Regions from separate parts of the Mus musculus genome. Here region 2 is linked to region 1. The links are chromatin contacts, called in public HiChIP or PLAC-seq maps. All regions are on one chromosome and are shown on one strand. The core of a region is the stretch at or near the end of the contact, and the rest is flanking DNA. Distances in the headings are between cores, read along the strand shown.

Region 1 (7,920 bases), core at 3,593-6,092:
AGGTATCATCCCTAATAAATAAAGTTCTGAGGGGACAGAATCTTGGCCCCAAGTGGTTTCATATACTTAGCAAATATCTCAATCAAATAATGTTTTGAATTTTCCTTGAAACTATAGAAAGGCAACACAAAAAGAGGAAGCAATCACTTTGGAATATTTACTTTATATACATAAAAATACAGCCAGAGGGCCATTTTGTGTCACCAATGTGAAATCATGAGCATAAGAAATCATGTTTGTAATCTAGGGGATTTCTGCTTTTGGCCAAAGGGAATAACCATATCTTTACTTGAAAACAAGCAACTATAAACCAGGAGAAAATATTTTTTAAATCCTCTATGTTTAGAAACTGGATAGTTCAGAAATGAATCAAATGAGTTGAGATTCTTCTTCTTCTTCTTCTTCTTCTTCTTCTTCTTCTTCTTCTTCTTCTTCTTCTTCTTCTTCTTCTTCTTCTTCTTCTCCTCCTCCTCCTCCTCCTCCTCCTCCTCCTCCTCTTCCTCCTCCTCCTCCTCCTTCTTGTTCTTCTTGTTCTTCTTCTTTGTAGTACTTTTATTTTTTACAGTCTACAACCAGCCATTGAGCCCCTCCAGGTACTCCTCCCACAGTTCTTTATCCCATTTCTCTTCCCCCATGTCTTTGAGGGGATGTTCCCCCAACCTCTGCCAGGCCTCCCCACTCCCTGGGGCCTCAATTTGGAGACAACTTCTGAGCTTTGTAACAAAGTAATGGAGAAGTGAGAAACCTAGCAGTCTCATCAGACTAGGGTGACTAATCCCAGCTGAAGGGGGTGGCAGCAGTTAGAATTTATAAGGCAAATTACCTGATAGAGATATGTAAAGAAATACTTCCAAAAATTGAATATGGCTTGGGACTCTGTAATTCTTTGGTTATAAATTACAAATGTAATTTCATGTGAAGCCCCATGAGTTCAAGCTAGGAATATCTTCTACATTTAGAAGATCTGTATAGGAATTGTGTGATGAACAATGCACACGATACATATTGCTGAGTTTTGAATTCCCATCAAGTAGAGCAAAGCTGTTTTACTGGATGCATAAAATATTCAATGAAGCTCAGAGAAAGGTCCACAGCAGAATATTGGAGGTAACATTTCTTGGAGCAAAGGCTGCCTACTTCACTGAAATAACTTGAATAGGAACGTTAAAAGACCATCATTTTAAAATGTGACTAAACCATAATGTTCTTCAAAGGAATGCAACAAAATCTGGCTCAGCATCTGAACATTCACAATGCTTCATGCTTGATACAAATTACTCACTTTATGAAGATGGATAAGGTTTATTGCTCACCCTGACAAAAGTCACATGACAGAAGCCATTCTAGAGAGGAAGCAATGACAGATCAGTGCTAACATGGAAAATATAACTATTCCCCAAGACCATCAGGGTCTTAGAGAAAATGAACAAGAAAAAAACAAATGGAATGTGTAATAGTGAAACTTAGTAAGTTAAAAGGGAATTCCACTGAATAAAATTAACAGTAGGAATTCATTTCAGAAGAGAAGCTGAATACGTATAAATCAGTGACAGTGGAAGTTACTTGAAATAAAGTACAGAAAAATCAACTGTTAAAAAATATCTTTGATGGCCTTAGCGGATAATTACCAAGTGGTCAAGTTTAAATGCATTTAGAGACCCAGAAATGCAAAGGAGAAAACAGGGCAGGGGTAAGGGATAAAGTTTTCATACGTGTTGAAAAATTATGAAGTTATTGATTGAAAGATTATAATTCTGAAGCCAAGTGAACGAAAAGTGAACTGTTCTACCATATATTATAAACTAATGTGGAAAGAGATTGCTGGGTCTGAGAATAAAGACTGATGTATAGACATGTGGTGCCTGGGCCTTGGACTACTAGCCACCTGACCCTGCCTGCCCTTGGGAGTTGGAGGTGAGGTGGTGCAGAGTCAAACACACAGACTCTGGGAGCAGGTGAGAAAAGCAGCAGCAAGCTCATCCCAGCACTCCTGCTGCAAGCTCCTTTTATACCCTCTACCCATGGCCCATTGTTCCGAAGAAAACATCTTTTCTAAACAGCAGTTCAAAATTGCCTGCCATTGTCTACACCAGCAACCCTCTGTCTCTCACAGTCCTCAATTAGGTCTGTGTGGCCCCTGGTGTGTACATAGAGGTGGCCCTGCTATTCCTGCTACATGAAAGGAAGGAGATGGAGGTAGAGTCACAACTTAGGCAAGTACCAGTTTCACTGGCATTTATTCCATGGGAGTCATAGGTTCAGCTGTAGACCTGACCCAAACTAGAGTCCCCTGGGAAGAATGATCCATCAGTTGGGGAATTGCCTCCATCAGATTGGCCTGTGCAGAATTGTGTTGATTGTTAGAGGGTTTAACCCACTGTGTATAGAATCTCCCCTGGGCAGGTTGGCCTAAGCTGTATATAAATGGTAGCTGAACCTGAGCCTGCAGCAGCACTCCTCCATGGTCTCTGCTTCAGTTCTTGCCTCCACATTCTGACTTGAGTTCCTGTTCAACTTCCCTCAATGGTGGACTGTTATGTGGAAATGTAAACCGAAATAAATATTTTCCTCCCCAAGTTGCTTTCCTGGTCAGGGTTTTGTCAGAAGCCACAGAAAGCAAGCTGGAACAATGGGCACTCTCTGGGGATTTATATCGGACAGCTATAAACTATTACTGTGGCTTCAATTACTGTCACAGTTTTATGGGAGATAAAAAAATAATCAAAAGCATAAAATGAAGTGAATCCAATGCTGTCAGACACTTACAATCAAAGGCTTTAGAAATTTCTCAGCTTAAAGATGTTACCTACTGATCATTCCTGCTAGGAACTTCTGCATCATTTATTCACTAAACAATCAGTGAGCAGTTTGCATGGGGAAAGGGTTTACATGCAACAATATCTCAGATCTTTTGATAAGTATTTGTAGCAGTCATAAAGCACATCAGACCCCCGAGACTTAGGATTTTGATGAAACAAAGCCTCCTCTCATCTTTTAAAAGATTTAGTGGATTTATTATCGGAAAATCGAAGGTGCTTGAAATTCAAGAGCTGTAGAAATCATTTAGTACACTAGTCTCCAAACCCACATGGAGCATGCCAGCTAACTATCACAGGTGGATGAAACAGTGATGGTGGACCTCAGATGGGCTGAGCAGATGGCCCCCTGATGTGACCAAAGTGGTAGAATACATTGTGGATGAGAACTCATGGGTTTTCTTTGCCTCATATTTAATATGGATTGACACGTCACATATAAACTTCATTTTTACATACCTTAGACATTTGTGCTTGCAAAGCCTCAATTATTTTTTTTTAAAGATTTATTTATTATTATTCATAAGTACACTGTAGCTGACTTCAGACACACCAGAAGAGGGCGTCAGATCTCATTACAGATGGTTGTGAGCCACCATGTGGTTGCTGGGATTTGAACTCAGGACCTCAGTAGAGCAATTGGTGCTCTTACCCGCTGAGCCATCTCTCCAGCCCCCTCAATTATTTTTTGTTTGGCTTTTTTTACTTGTTCTCTCTCTTTCTGTCTCTCCGTATCTCTGTCTCTCTCTGTGTCTCTGTCTCTGTCTCTCTTCTCTCTCTCTCTCTCTCTCTCTCTCTCTCTCTCTCTCTCTCTCTCTCTCTCTCTCTCTCTCTGTTTTTCTCTGTCTCCCACACCACATGTATAAGCACTAAGAGGTTATACATGAGGTTTTTGAGAAGGCACATTCCTCCAGGACACAGAAAAACATAATTTCAATTCTCAATGTCTTATGCTGTTTTATATAAATGAAACTCATGTTTGTGTCTTTGAATAGACAGACATCAGATATTATTCAGCCATATTTATAGAATTGCTGATATTTATTCATTCATTATTTGAGAGTGGATGTGTACATGCACACATGTGTATGTGTATCTGTATCTATGTACATTTCTGAGAGTCATGTGTATCTGTGGAAGTCAAAAGACTTTATCTCTACAATGAGAGACTGTATTGAGATAATCAGGTTTAGTTGGAAGTCCCTTTATCTGATGAGACATTCCACTTTCCCCTGTAAAATTATTTTCTGGGGATTTTTTTTTTTTTGGTGTGTGTGTGTGTGTGTGTGTGTGTGTGTGTGTGTGTGCATGTGTGGGCTACATGTACATGTTTGTGCACTTGCATGTGAAGGTCATAGATTTGTGTTGGGAATCATCCTATGTTAGTCTTCTATTGCATTAATCATTGCAAGACTTCTCAATCTATCTCAGAGCTTGTCAACCTGGCTAGTCTTGCTAGCCAGTTTGCTGTCTCCTTTGAGGACTAGAAATATAGGCAAGTCACCATGCCTATTAGGCATTTACATAGATTTCTTGTGATCTAAACTCTGGTCCTCACACTTGGGCAGCAAGTGTGACAATGGGGCCTCTTCCCAGCCCCAGGGAATTATTTTTAGTGTACTAAGTCTGATCTGCATGACTCATTTTAGACTTCTCACAATTATGCACTAAATTATAATACTCACTAAAACCAAAACAGAAACAAAGTTATTAAATTTGGTAAGAATGAAACAGAGAAATAGGCTCAGCGTGTATTGAAGTACTGTCCCACACAGTATCCAAAAACCAAGGAAGCTATTTACATTTAAATTAATTAAACTATTCAAAAATTAGTTGTATACTATCATCTGCCACTTTTCAAGGCCTCAACTGCCATATTTAGCTATTGGATACGTTATTAAACAACCAAAAATTTTAAAAAGTTCATTACCATAGAGATTCTTTTGATAGCATTGCACTAGAGAGATATGGCAAATTGAAGAAAATTGCCCTGTCATATACAGGCATAAAAACCACACTTCCCAGCTCTAATCACAGCAGGAAAGTTCTGAGAAAAAGAAGTCCCATTGTCCTTATTTCCTTCTGATATGTCACTCAGCTGGCATGTCTTCTTTGCTTTGTACCTTTTTCTGGTTCATCTTTCTTGCTCAAACTACATACAAAATCAGAGGGGTGCCAACCATTCCTTTGCCACCCATTTAACCTGCTAAATAAGCATTTAGTGCAGTAGTCTTCAAACACATGTGATAAGGACCTTGTGGGTGCACTGGAGGGTAGACACTGTGCCTACAATTGTTTGGAATATAATGTTTTAAGCAGTATTTTTCTGTCTGTTTTGTGTCTCCAGCAACTATTATTGTCCCCACAGCTCTCCCAAGGATGAGATTCTAATGCTTAAAATTCCAGCAGGTTCCTTAATTTTTCTTGAGCTTGTTTTCCCAAGTTAATAGCTACTTTGTGTCAGGGATGTTTCCCTCTGTAGCTGTTTGTGATTTATTGGGCAAATGTCCTTAGGCCTACAGAGCCTGGAATCCAAAGGCCTTGGCAATTAAAAAGGACAAAGTTTGTCAGAGGGAGCTTTTATGAAATGCCAGGTTGGTTTTCAAAAATGGAAACTCTTGCAATAAAAAGTAAGATGAAGCAACACAATGATCTACTTCCTTCCTGGGATTGGACACGTTGGCTGGGATCCAAGGTCTGTAATGTTTCCTTTTCTGACTTTGGAACAACTAACTAAGGCCTCTGCTATTTAGTTTTCTGCTATTAAAATGCACCCAACAATAACTTCTCACTCTGCTGATATTCAGAAGGCCTAATTTTAACCAAAAAACCTCACTGGGAAATGATGATGGTAGGGAGCTGTTATTGTGTCTTCCTGCAGCCTCTCAGCCAATTAAAAGTTTGTTAAACTTTGCATTCAAAATCAAAATAATGAATGCATTCAATATTGTTTTCTTTCTTCTGCAAGACTTGAAAGATGTGGTAGAACTGGGACACCAACCCAGCCACAAAATCTGTGGTCCATAACCTTCCCTGCCTGGAAGATGTGTGAGGGAAATGGTGGCTCAGAGCTTGTGGTAGTGGCCAAAACATTGACTGATCTAACTTCAAGCCCATACCACAAGAGGGATCCTATGCCTGATACAGCCTGGATGGACAGGTTCAGGAAGCTGAATGGCTCTGATTCCTAGGTTAGAACCAAACATGACTGAGAAAAACAGAGAGAGAGAGAGAGAGAGAGAGAGAGAGAGAGAGAGAGAGAGAGAGAGGAAGAGAAATACATACATACATACATACATACATACAGACAGACAGACAGACAGAAAGAAAGAAGAAAGAAAGAAAAAACAGAAAGAGAGAGAGAAAGAAAGAAAGAGAGAGAGAGCCCTTCCGCTCGACTCGAGACTCGAGCCCCGGGCTACCTTGCCAGCAGAGTCTTGCCCAACACCCGCAAGGGTCCACACGGGACTCCCCACGGGACCCTAAGACCTCTGGTGAGTGGATCACAGTGCCTGCCCCAATCCAATCGCGCGGAACTTGAGACTGCGGTACATAGGGAAGCAGGCTACCCGGGCCTGATCTGGGGCACAAGTCCCTTCCGCTCGACTCGAGACTCGAGCCCCGGGCTACCTTGCCAGCAGAGTCTTGCCCAACACCCGCAAGGGTCCACACGGGACTCCCCACGGGACCCTAAGACCTCTGGTGAGTGGACCACAGTGCCTGCCCCAATCCAATCGCGCGGAACTTGAGACTGCGGTACATAGGGAAGCAGGCTACCCGGGCCTGATCTGGGGCACAAGTCCCTTCCGCTCGACTCGAGACTCGAGCCCCGGGCTACCTTGACAGCAGAGTCTTGCCCAACACCCGCAAGGGCCCACACGGGACTCCCCACGGGACCCTAAGACCTCTGGTGAGTGGAACACAGCGCCTACCCCAATCCAATCGCGTGGAACTTGAGACTGCGGTACATAGGGAAGCAGGCTACCCGGGCTTGATCTGGGGCACAAACCCCTTCCACTCCACTCGAGCCCCGGCTACCTTGCCAGCTGAGTCGCCTGACACCCGCAAGGGCCCACACAGGATTCCACACATGATCCTAAGACCTCTAGTGAGTGGAACACAACTTCTGCCAGGAGTCTGGTTCGAACACCAGATATCTGGGTACCTGCCTTGCAAGAAGAGAGCTTACCTGCAGAGAATACTCTGCCCACTGAAACTAAGGAGAGTGCTACCCTCCAGGTCTGCTCATAGAGGCTAACAGAGTCACCTGAAGAACAAGCTCTTAACAGTGACAACTAAAACAGCTAGCTTCAGAGATTACCAGATGGCGAAAGGCAAACGTAAGAATCCTACTAACAGAAATCAAGACCACTCACCATCATCAGAACGCAGCACTCCCACCCCACCTAGTCCTGGGCACCCCAACACAACCGAAAATCTAGACCCAGATTTAAAAACATTTCTCATGATGATGATAGAGGACATCAAGAAGGACTTTCATAAGTCACTTAAAGATTTACAGGAGAGCACTGCTAAAGAGTTACAGGCTCTTAAAGAAAAGCAGGAAAACACAGCCAAACAGGTGATGGAAATGAACAAAACCATACTAGAACTAAAAGGGGAAGTAGACACAATAAAGAAAACCCAAAGCGAGGCAACGCTGGAGATAGAAACCCTAGGAAAGAGATCTGGAACCATAGATGCGAGCATCAGCAACAGAATACAAGAAATGGAAGAGAGAATCTCAGGTGCAGAAGATTCCATAGAGAACATCGACACAACAGTCAAAGAAAATACAAAATGCAAAAGGATCCTAACTCAAAACATCCAGGTAATCCAGGACACAATGAGAAGACCAAACCTACGGATAATAGGAATTGATGAGAATGAAGATTTTCAACTTAAAGGGCCAGCTAATATCTTCAACAAAATAATAGAAGAAAACTTCCCAAACATAAAAAAAGAGATGCCCATGATCATACAAGAAGCATACAGAACTCCAAATAGACTGGACCAGAAAAGAAATTCCTCCCGACACATAATAATCAGAACAACAAATGCACTAAATAAAGATAGAATATTAAAAGCAGTAAGGGAGAAAGGT
Region 2 (7,920 bases), core at 2,160-4,659, 170 kb before region 1:
AGCTTTAGAGGAAGCATTATTTTGTCCACAACAAAAGCCCACGAGTAACGAGAGCACATGTTATAACGCGGAAGGTCTTTTATGTCCCATAATGCTTCGGGCTTTCTGTGAGAAGCCATCTATTTGGGGAAGAAGGAAAGCTGCCGCGGGAGCCCCGTGAGGACTGCCAAGTAGAAGCACTGTTAATAGTTAACTGTACAGTGACTGGCTGGGTCCTGCCAGCTCTGCCCTCCCCAGCCTGCTGACACATGCAAATGTCCCAGAGCATGCAAACTCTTCTGAAATACTGCACTCTATGTTAAAAAGAAAAGAAGCCTATCACTAAAGCCATGCTAACCACACAGGTACATAAATATAGAGTGAACACCACACTTTATCGTCCTCCGAGTCTTTCATTAGAACGTTTTACAATATAGTTAAACTGAATGTGGGCTGCTGGGATTCCAGTCTTTCATTGTACCTTATCCATCTATGTATGCATTTTAGGTCTTTCTGCTCATTTTTTCAGGAAACCACACTCAGATTTTCATTGTACTTAACCACTTTAAACAGGAAAAGGATTATATCTATTTCAATCAGTTAAAAACAAAACAGAACAGAACAAAACAAAACAAAACCAAAACCAAACCAAACCAAAAACAAAAACCAAAAAAACCTGTATCTACAATAAAGCTACATGCCAAGCTAAAAGGTGAAAGGTCATAGTACCAGGTCAAAGGTTGCCTCGAGGGGTCGCTTCAGTGATTTGACAGCCGACTGAGTCTTAATTAGCAGGCAGCGAGCACATGATGGCAATGGGCCAGTGGGGTTCAAGCGCATTAACATAAACAGCAAGCAGAGGTGCATCATGGGGGCAGCAGTGCATTTTGGGTAGGTGAGAAAAAACAAATAAAAAAACAAATCATCGGAATGCCATATACAACGAATAACAAGACTAAGCATGCACAATAAAGGCACTATTGAGTTGTTATTGGAGGATAATTCCTCTTTGTAGTTAATTTCAAATAATACTCTAAAGAAAAAAAAGGGGGGGTGGTGAAAGAAAGAGAAAAGGAGAGAGTCTGCCTTCTGTATTTTTGCTCAAGTATCCATAAACAAACACAGAAAAGACCTCTCTCATGATCATTTTACTGTGCCATGACAATGATTTTTGTATGAATATTTAAAGAATAAGTTATATATTTATATTAAAAAGGACAGCGTTAAAACAGCTAAGCCAAGAAGAAATGGCCTCCTTAAACTCATCTACTAGGTCTCATTGAAGTTGATCTTAAGATAAACCACTTAGCATCTACCCTAAATGATCCTTACTTATTTATTCATTTTTTAAACACTCCTTGAGTGCTAGTGCTCTTCTCTTCCCTGTATAGTGGCTTAGTCAATATTTGGCACTGTAATAATCATGTTTCTGCCACAGTAGGCCTTCACACGATCTCGACAGCGGATCATTCAAAAGGATCATTGCAGCTAATTTAAAAACAATTTTGTTGAAGCTATTCTCCTAAATAGTTTCAGATGATGTTATTAAAGGCAAGATAAATGTAAAGAAGAGCCTTGATGTGGGGAAGAACACACTCAAGGAGAACAAGGGCCAGCTGGATGGCATACAGAAATCAGAGACTGGAAATGGCAGTGTCGTTCAATCAGAAAGGCGACAAGTGGTTCCTTATGAAGCAGGAATTTCAGAAACCCTACATCCAGAATGAGACAGTCTTAGGGGTTAGGCTAAGAGGATGAGCAACATTTGAGGAGTTATCCTTGCGTCTGTGAATGGTAGCTTCTTTATGTATTGTGTGGGATACCTGAACAAACATATCTTCAGCAAAACGGGAGGAAGAGGTTAATAGATGAATAGCTGGCAGTAGAGAAATTGTTCACTATCTTTTCTGATTGCTGACAGGAGGGCACTGCTGTCTCCACTCACCATGGCAGCTGCAGTAGCTGCAGCCTGTGCTGCTGCAGCCTGGTTGACCTGGTATTGGGCAGCCTTGATCTTGGCTTGCAGGTGTGCGGGAGGATGGAAGTATTTGCACTTTTCCCGAGAGCATCTCCCCTTGATGTAATCCATGCAGACAGTGACTGTGTTGTCATTGGTATCAATCATTGTGCTGTCAGCAGGATGAGCAAACCGACAGTCATTTTCTCCTCTGTTGCAATTGCCACGCTGGTACTCTCGACACACCTATGAGGTCATTAAATGCACGGGATTCAGTCAATATGAGCATGCGGGTCCTTTCTGAAAACAGTAATCCAACTATCCAAATTGGTGACCAAGGGTGTACATGGAGGGAGAGGGCAAACTAGAGCAATGTAGTGGCATAACTCAGCAGTGCTTAGCATTTAAATATTAGCACATTTCCAGGGGAATGTTCTTGAGAAAGAAAATATGTTTACAGTGAACAGAGAGCATATAATGAAACATCTATCCACTATTGTGTTGGTTTCCTTATTAATTAGAGAGGGGGAAAGTCTGGATTTTATAGTGAGGAGAGCCAGCAGCCATCATTCTCACCAAGTAAATGCATAAAGATTGAGACACAGGGACACACCACTCTGTTGGTGTGATTCAAAACCAACACACCACATCACGGTATTTGTATCATTTCCTATTGTTAAAACTGAGGACTACCAGTCAAACCAGATAGGAAGCATTTTATAAAATAATCAAACATTGTTTCAAAGTGCCATGCACACTACCAGGAGAAAGATTAAGTCACTGCCGTGGACAGTGATCATGGAGCCTGAGAAGGGATGCTGGCAGGACAGCTGCTTACACCTGCTGCAGGAGCCCAGGAGACACTGCACCAACTGACATCCTGAGCCGGAGTCCTGAAACCACACAGTGGGAGGACAGAACTTACTCCTGCAAACCATCCTTTGCTGTCCACATAACACTCTGGGGCATGAGTGCATGCATGTGACCAGACACATGGACAAATAAAGAATCAATGTAATCAAAACTTAAATCTGATTCAGGTATACAGATCATTTAATTTATAGTAAATGAAAGTTAAATTTTTGGATTTGTAAGCAGTACTGAAGTTATTTAGTCTAGTGAATATCAGGCAAGAACTTTCAGCTGTATACTTGTAACTCTTGGATAAAACAAAATTGTTCCAAGTAAAAAACAAAACATTCTAGCCGGAGAGCCTTTCTAACCAAAATGTTTCGAGGAGTCACTTTTGGGTACAAGGCAGCTGTAGAAAGTGGATGGAGAAAGACACTCATGTGTGTTACTGTGTATTTGCTTTGTATCTGTTAATTTTACTGTATCCGTGGGAGGAGGTAAAATGTATTCTTTCTCATTCATTTGTTCTTTGAGTTGTACTGAATGAAGTTTCCAAGTCTCCCCTTTGGGAGTTAGATCTTTTGACCACCAGGGGGCGATCTAAAACACTGAATGACCTTACAAGTTTGAACTCTGGTTTCAAACCTCAAATTTTTTACAACACATACTTCAAAGACACAGCTTTTATACATCCTGGATGTCTGCCCCCCAAAACAAGGCAGATGCAAACACTGGACACCATTTCTTAGTTAAGCAAGAACAAGATGCTATGATTTTTATAGTTCTTTTTTTTTTTTTTTTTTTTTTTTTTTTTGGATTTTCGAGACAGGGTTTCTCTGTGTAGCCCTGGCTGTCCTGGAACTCACTCTGTAGACCAGGCTGGCCTCGAACTCAGAAATCCGCCTGCCTTTGCCTCCCAAGTGCTGGGATTAAAGGCGTGCGCCACCACGCCCGGCGATTTTTATAGTTCTAATAAAACGACCACGTGTAAACCTAGCCCCTAACTGTATTAATAACCTATTATTGTAGAAAGTGGTTCATATTAAGAACTTGGGTTTGGCTACACGTTAAAAACCATGTTGTAAATGAATACTGGAAACATTCACCTACCTAAAGACCTGCATTCTACAGCACAGCAACAGCCTAACTCAGCTACTGCCCTTCCTTAGTTTATTTAATTGTTAAGTATGCTGAATAACTAACAATACAGATGATTTAGGAAGTTACAAAAGACTGTTTTGATTAGTATATTCATCTTCTTGAACAGGAAAAAAAAACTTATGAGTAACAAAGAGGTCAAAGTTCAGAAAGCAAATGTGTCCAAGTTGTGTTTCAGAACAAGCCCCCTTTCTAGCTGAGTCCCAAGGGAAGTTGTGGGACCTTCCAAACACAGGTTCCAGGAGCATGTTCCAAACTATGGCCTAATCACTGGGGCCACGTTAGGAGATACTCTGAATAAAAATACATTACAATGAAGTCAGTTTACCTCTCCATAAAAATACATTTTGTGTTAAATCTATGTCTAGTACTAAACGAAACCTAACATTGTGGCTTGATTTAACACGACTTCAGACAGGTCCAGGTGTTCTCTCTATTCAGACGTCAACAACCCTCTTTCTAAGTCTAAGAGTGAGCTGAAAGCAGAATACTTAACGCTATGTGTCGATCTTGCCACATTGACAGGAAGACCTTTGACCTAAAGACAGTGTATTTGTGAGTTCTGTTTGTGCATGTATGGTTTTCTACAGGTTAAGGACTGCTTGATGACAATTTACACTTCACTCTTTTGTGGAATGCACACAGGGGCTTTGTACAAATAGTTAACCAGAGCTGATAACTAGGAATCTACCCAGAATGCAATGGAAAAGCATCTTCTCCTAAGATTTTAGCATTCATTGGTCATTTTTGCTGCAGTTTTAACTTTGAGTTTAGGAAAATAGTGTAGGAGACAGCTTATTACAAAAGTTTAACTAGTGAGAGGCTTGCAAGAAAAGTCTGGCAGATATTAGATGTACTCTGGAATGTTGGAGACTGAATGAAGCCAACTTTAAAACACAGTCGCTCTTACAGTCACCACCAGCAGAAGGGTCTATCTGCAGACTGCTAAACAGCAGAAGGGTCTATCTGCAGACTGCTAAATACAGATTTGGTCTGTTTCTTTTTCTGAAATGCCGAGGAAACTTTAGTCTGAGTTTACCAATCTCATTCAAACAAGACAGAACTTTTAGATGTAGTCTACATTGGTAAATTAAGATTAAAAACTTTTTTCAATATATTTAATCTCATAATTTAAAACAGGGTGAGAACTTAAGAAACAGACACATTTAAAAAAAAAATCCAAGCAATGTTCTGACTATATTTTCCTTTTGTGCAGTTTTCAGTTTGCACAGACTTTTGCATGGCTGTGATCAGGGTACAACTTGGTTATCATTTTCAGAAAGCAATGCCTTACTTAACAGTTTCAACATTTTCATTTTCCTCTATGAGGTCAATGTCACCATTTCCGATTGCACCTCAGTTATCAAACACTGCACACAGTATGGATGACTCTTCAGTGGATCTAGAGATTATTTCCATTGCTTTCTTATTATGAATACTTTTGCAAAGGAAATATGACAATAGGCATTTTGGATAATTTTCTAATTTGAATATGTAGAAATAAAATTTGTAGGTCAAAAATTTAAAGTATTTCCTGTAGTTTGATTTTCTTAAACCTAAATTAAAATGATCAGTTACACTAAGCCATACACAAAATCAGATTCAATCAAAAAAGACTACTGTGTGTCTTACTCTGTGAACATTAAGTAGGCTATTTATACAGTGTAACAGGAAACCGATAAAAGTTGCTTTTAATATAAAATGTAGCATTTCCACTGCAATATTCACCAAAACATCATAAATTCTATCTCTCATACAACTTTTGTAGGATAATTATAAACTTTAGTCAATAGGAAAAAGCTGCCAATTTCCAAAGAAATGTGAATATGGAATGATAAATATTTTGGTTAAATAAATAGGATAGTATCAACAAGGCACAAAGAAGATGGAGTTTGCAATTTTGGAACTATTTCTTGTCATAGAAAGACATTCAGAAAATGAAACAATATCAACAGCAATTAAAACAGAAATACTAATTAGTGTAAAGAAAACAGCTTATAACACAGCACTCAAATCTATTTAATATAAGTAGTTCCACTGTTTAGTCTTTATTTTTAAAAATGTAACAAATATAATTGAAAACAATAGGAAGATTTCCATGTCTCATAAGGTGGTGACTGTTGGGGGTCCTGGGGAAATCACGTCAATGCTGGAACTCTAAAGCTGGACAGTTATTGCACAGCTTTTCAGAAGAGATCCTCTAGAGGGCGCATGTTTGTTTTTTACCACATCTGTGTAACAAACTCAGCAATATTTAGAGAATAACACTAAAAGTCAGGAATGGAAAAATAACCATAATGGTGGCCAGGGACTTAGTTGACCTTAATATTCTGGGATGTCAACAAGTCCCAAGGACTTCATTTCTATTAAGCTTATCATCACATGTTAGCCTTAAAAGTCATTCCTGGTGGTGAAATCTCTGGGGTGGCAAACACCTTTAACCTGTTTAATCCTTACACCCTAGGACAGAGGACAGAGGAAGGCACATCTCTGAGTGCAAAGCCTACCATGTTTACATTCTGAGTACCAGAGAAACTAGGGCTATGCAGTGAAACTTTGCCAATCAATCAATCAATCAATCAATCAAAATAAAAAAGTATTCTTGATAATCAGTAATTTGATTATGGCTCTAATATTTATTCTAAAAAGAATACAAGAAAAAAAATAAAAAGAAACTGCTTGTACTTCCATGAAATGAATTAAGTTTCCTAAGTTTAAAACTCTGGTGAACCTCATTGATCAATCATAGTTAAGTTATATTTATAATCACATTTTAATATAAAATATAAATTTTATATTTATAATCACTTAAATCACACATAAATTTTGATTTATTTTTCTAAAACAAACCAACCAAACAAACGAACAAAAACCCCAGAGAATCTGCTTATTTATTTAAATATCTTTCAGGATTTCTGTTAAGATCCAATGGGTATTTTTTTTTAAATTATAATGTGGGCATCATCATCTTTTAGTTCAGAAAGTACAACATACCTATATTATTATTCACACTGGGTATGAAATATACATCATTATATTGTGTACATGTATACATTTGTCATTTAACTACATATCTTTAAAGGTCAACTATGAGTGTGTAGGAATGACCAACATGTATTAAGTCCATTTCAGGGTTTCTGTCACTCTACGAAATGCTGCATAAATTCAAAAGAACAATAATTCAGGTACAGCATTAAAGTCATCAACATGTTAAAGCCTATAACTCTACAGATATTTTATTACTCTTTCAAAATAAGAGAAATTTAAACATTAATTTAAATGAAAAATTTGTGAAATAGTAGGAAATGAGTAGTCAAGCCAAAGTTGGTAATTACCTTATATTAAAATAATTTACAAGTTAAAAACTTTTGTTTTGGACAAACTTAAATTAATTATAAAAATTAATAACTGACAGGGAAATAGTATTAAATATTTAAAAGAAGCTTGAATATACTTTGAAGAGATATTATATAGCTAATCTATGATTTAAAAATTGTATTCTTTTAAAATGTCTTTAATTTTTTAACGATATTAAAGTATTAGACAAGAAGTGGCAATGTATCCTCTACAAAAATACAAACTAAAAGGAATTGACTGATAAGCTTTTCCTGTTAAAAGCATTTGTTGGATCCCAGAAACACACACACACACACACACACACACACACACACACACACACACCAAGATAAAGAGTTGCTGCGTTTTTAATCTTAGTGAATATAAAGCCTTTTATTTTTAATTAAGTGTCCATGTGTGGGTTTGCACACATGAATGTAGAGCCCACAGAGGCTATAAAAGGGCACTAGAATCCCTTGGACTTGGATTGGCAGGCAGTTGTGAGTCACATGGGTCCTCTGGAAGACGAGTAAAAGAGCTTAAGTGGAGAACCATCAATAGCTGGGGACTTTTGCTTTAATATAATACTAAATTCATTAAACTCACTAAAATACCAATCTATATATTCTTGTTTCTTC

Evidence for each region. HiChIP or PLAC-seq counts read pairs in DNA pulled down with a chosen protein or histone mark.
Region 2: a BATF HiChIP or PLAC-seq map of CD8 T cells shows a contact between it and region 1, with 5 read pairs. The contact joins two enhancer-like sites. A contact is called at or near these places in 2 of 484 Hi-C or Micro-C datasets (nephron progenitors and peritoneal macrophages), 1 of 115 datasets of contacts at active chromatin or transcription factors (CD8 T cells) and 2 of 9 other capture datasets (adipose tissue and liver).

The regions. Positions count from the first base shown.
Region 1 is chr3:60,435,448-60,443,367 of GRCm38.p6, reverse strand. No RefSeq gene overlaps it. Among named protein-coding and RNA genes, the nearest start is that of Mbnl1, 62 kb to the left of the region's middle. Within about 2 kb of position 4,842, at least 45 of the 459 cell types and tissues checked have an H3K27ac peak or open chromatin away from gene starts, as enhancers often do. A contact at or near this core is called in CD8 T cells, where this site is marked.
Region 2 is chr3:60,607,525-60,615,444 of GRCm38.p6, reverse strand. It overlaps Mbnl1 (muscleblind like splicing factor 1), which reads right to left. Exons shown (of 10, transcript NM_020007.4): 5 at 1,925-2,182. Among named protein-coding and RNA genes, the nearest start is that of Mbnl1, 110 kb to the right of the region's middle. Within about 2 kb of position 3,409, at least 12 of the 459 cell types and tissues checked have an H3K27ac peak or open chromatin away from gene starts, as enhancers often do. A contact at or near this core is called in CD8 T cells, where this site is marked.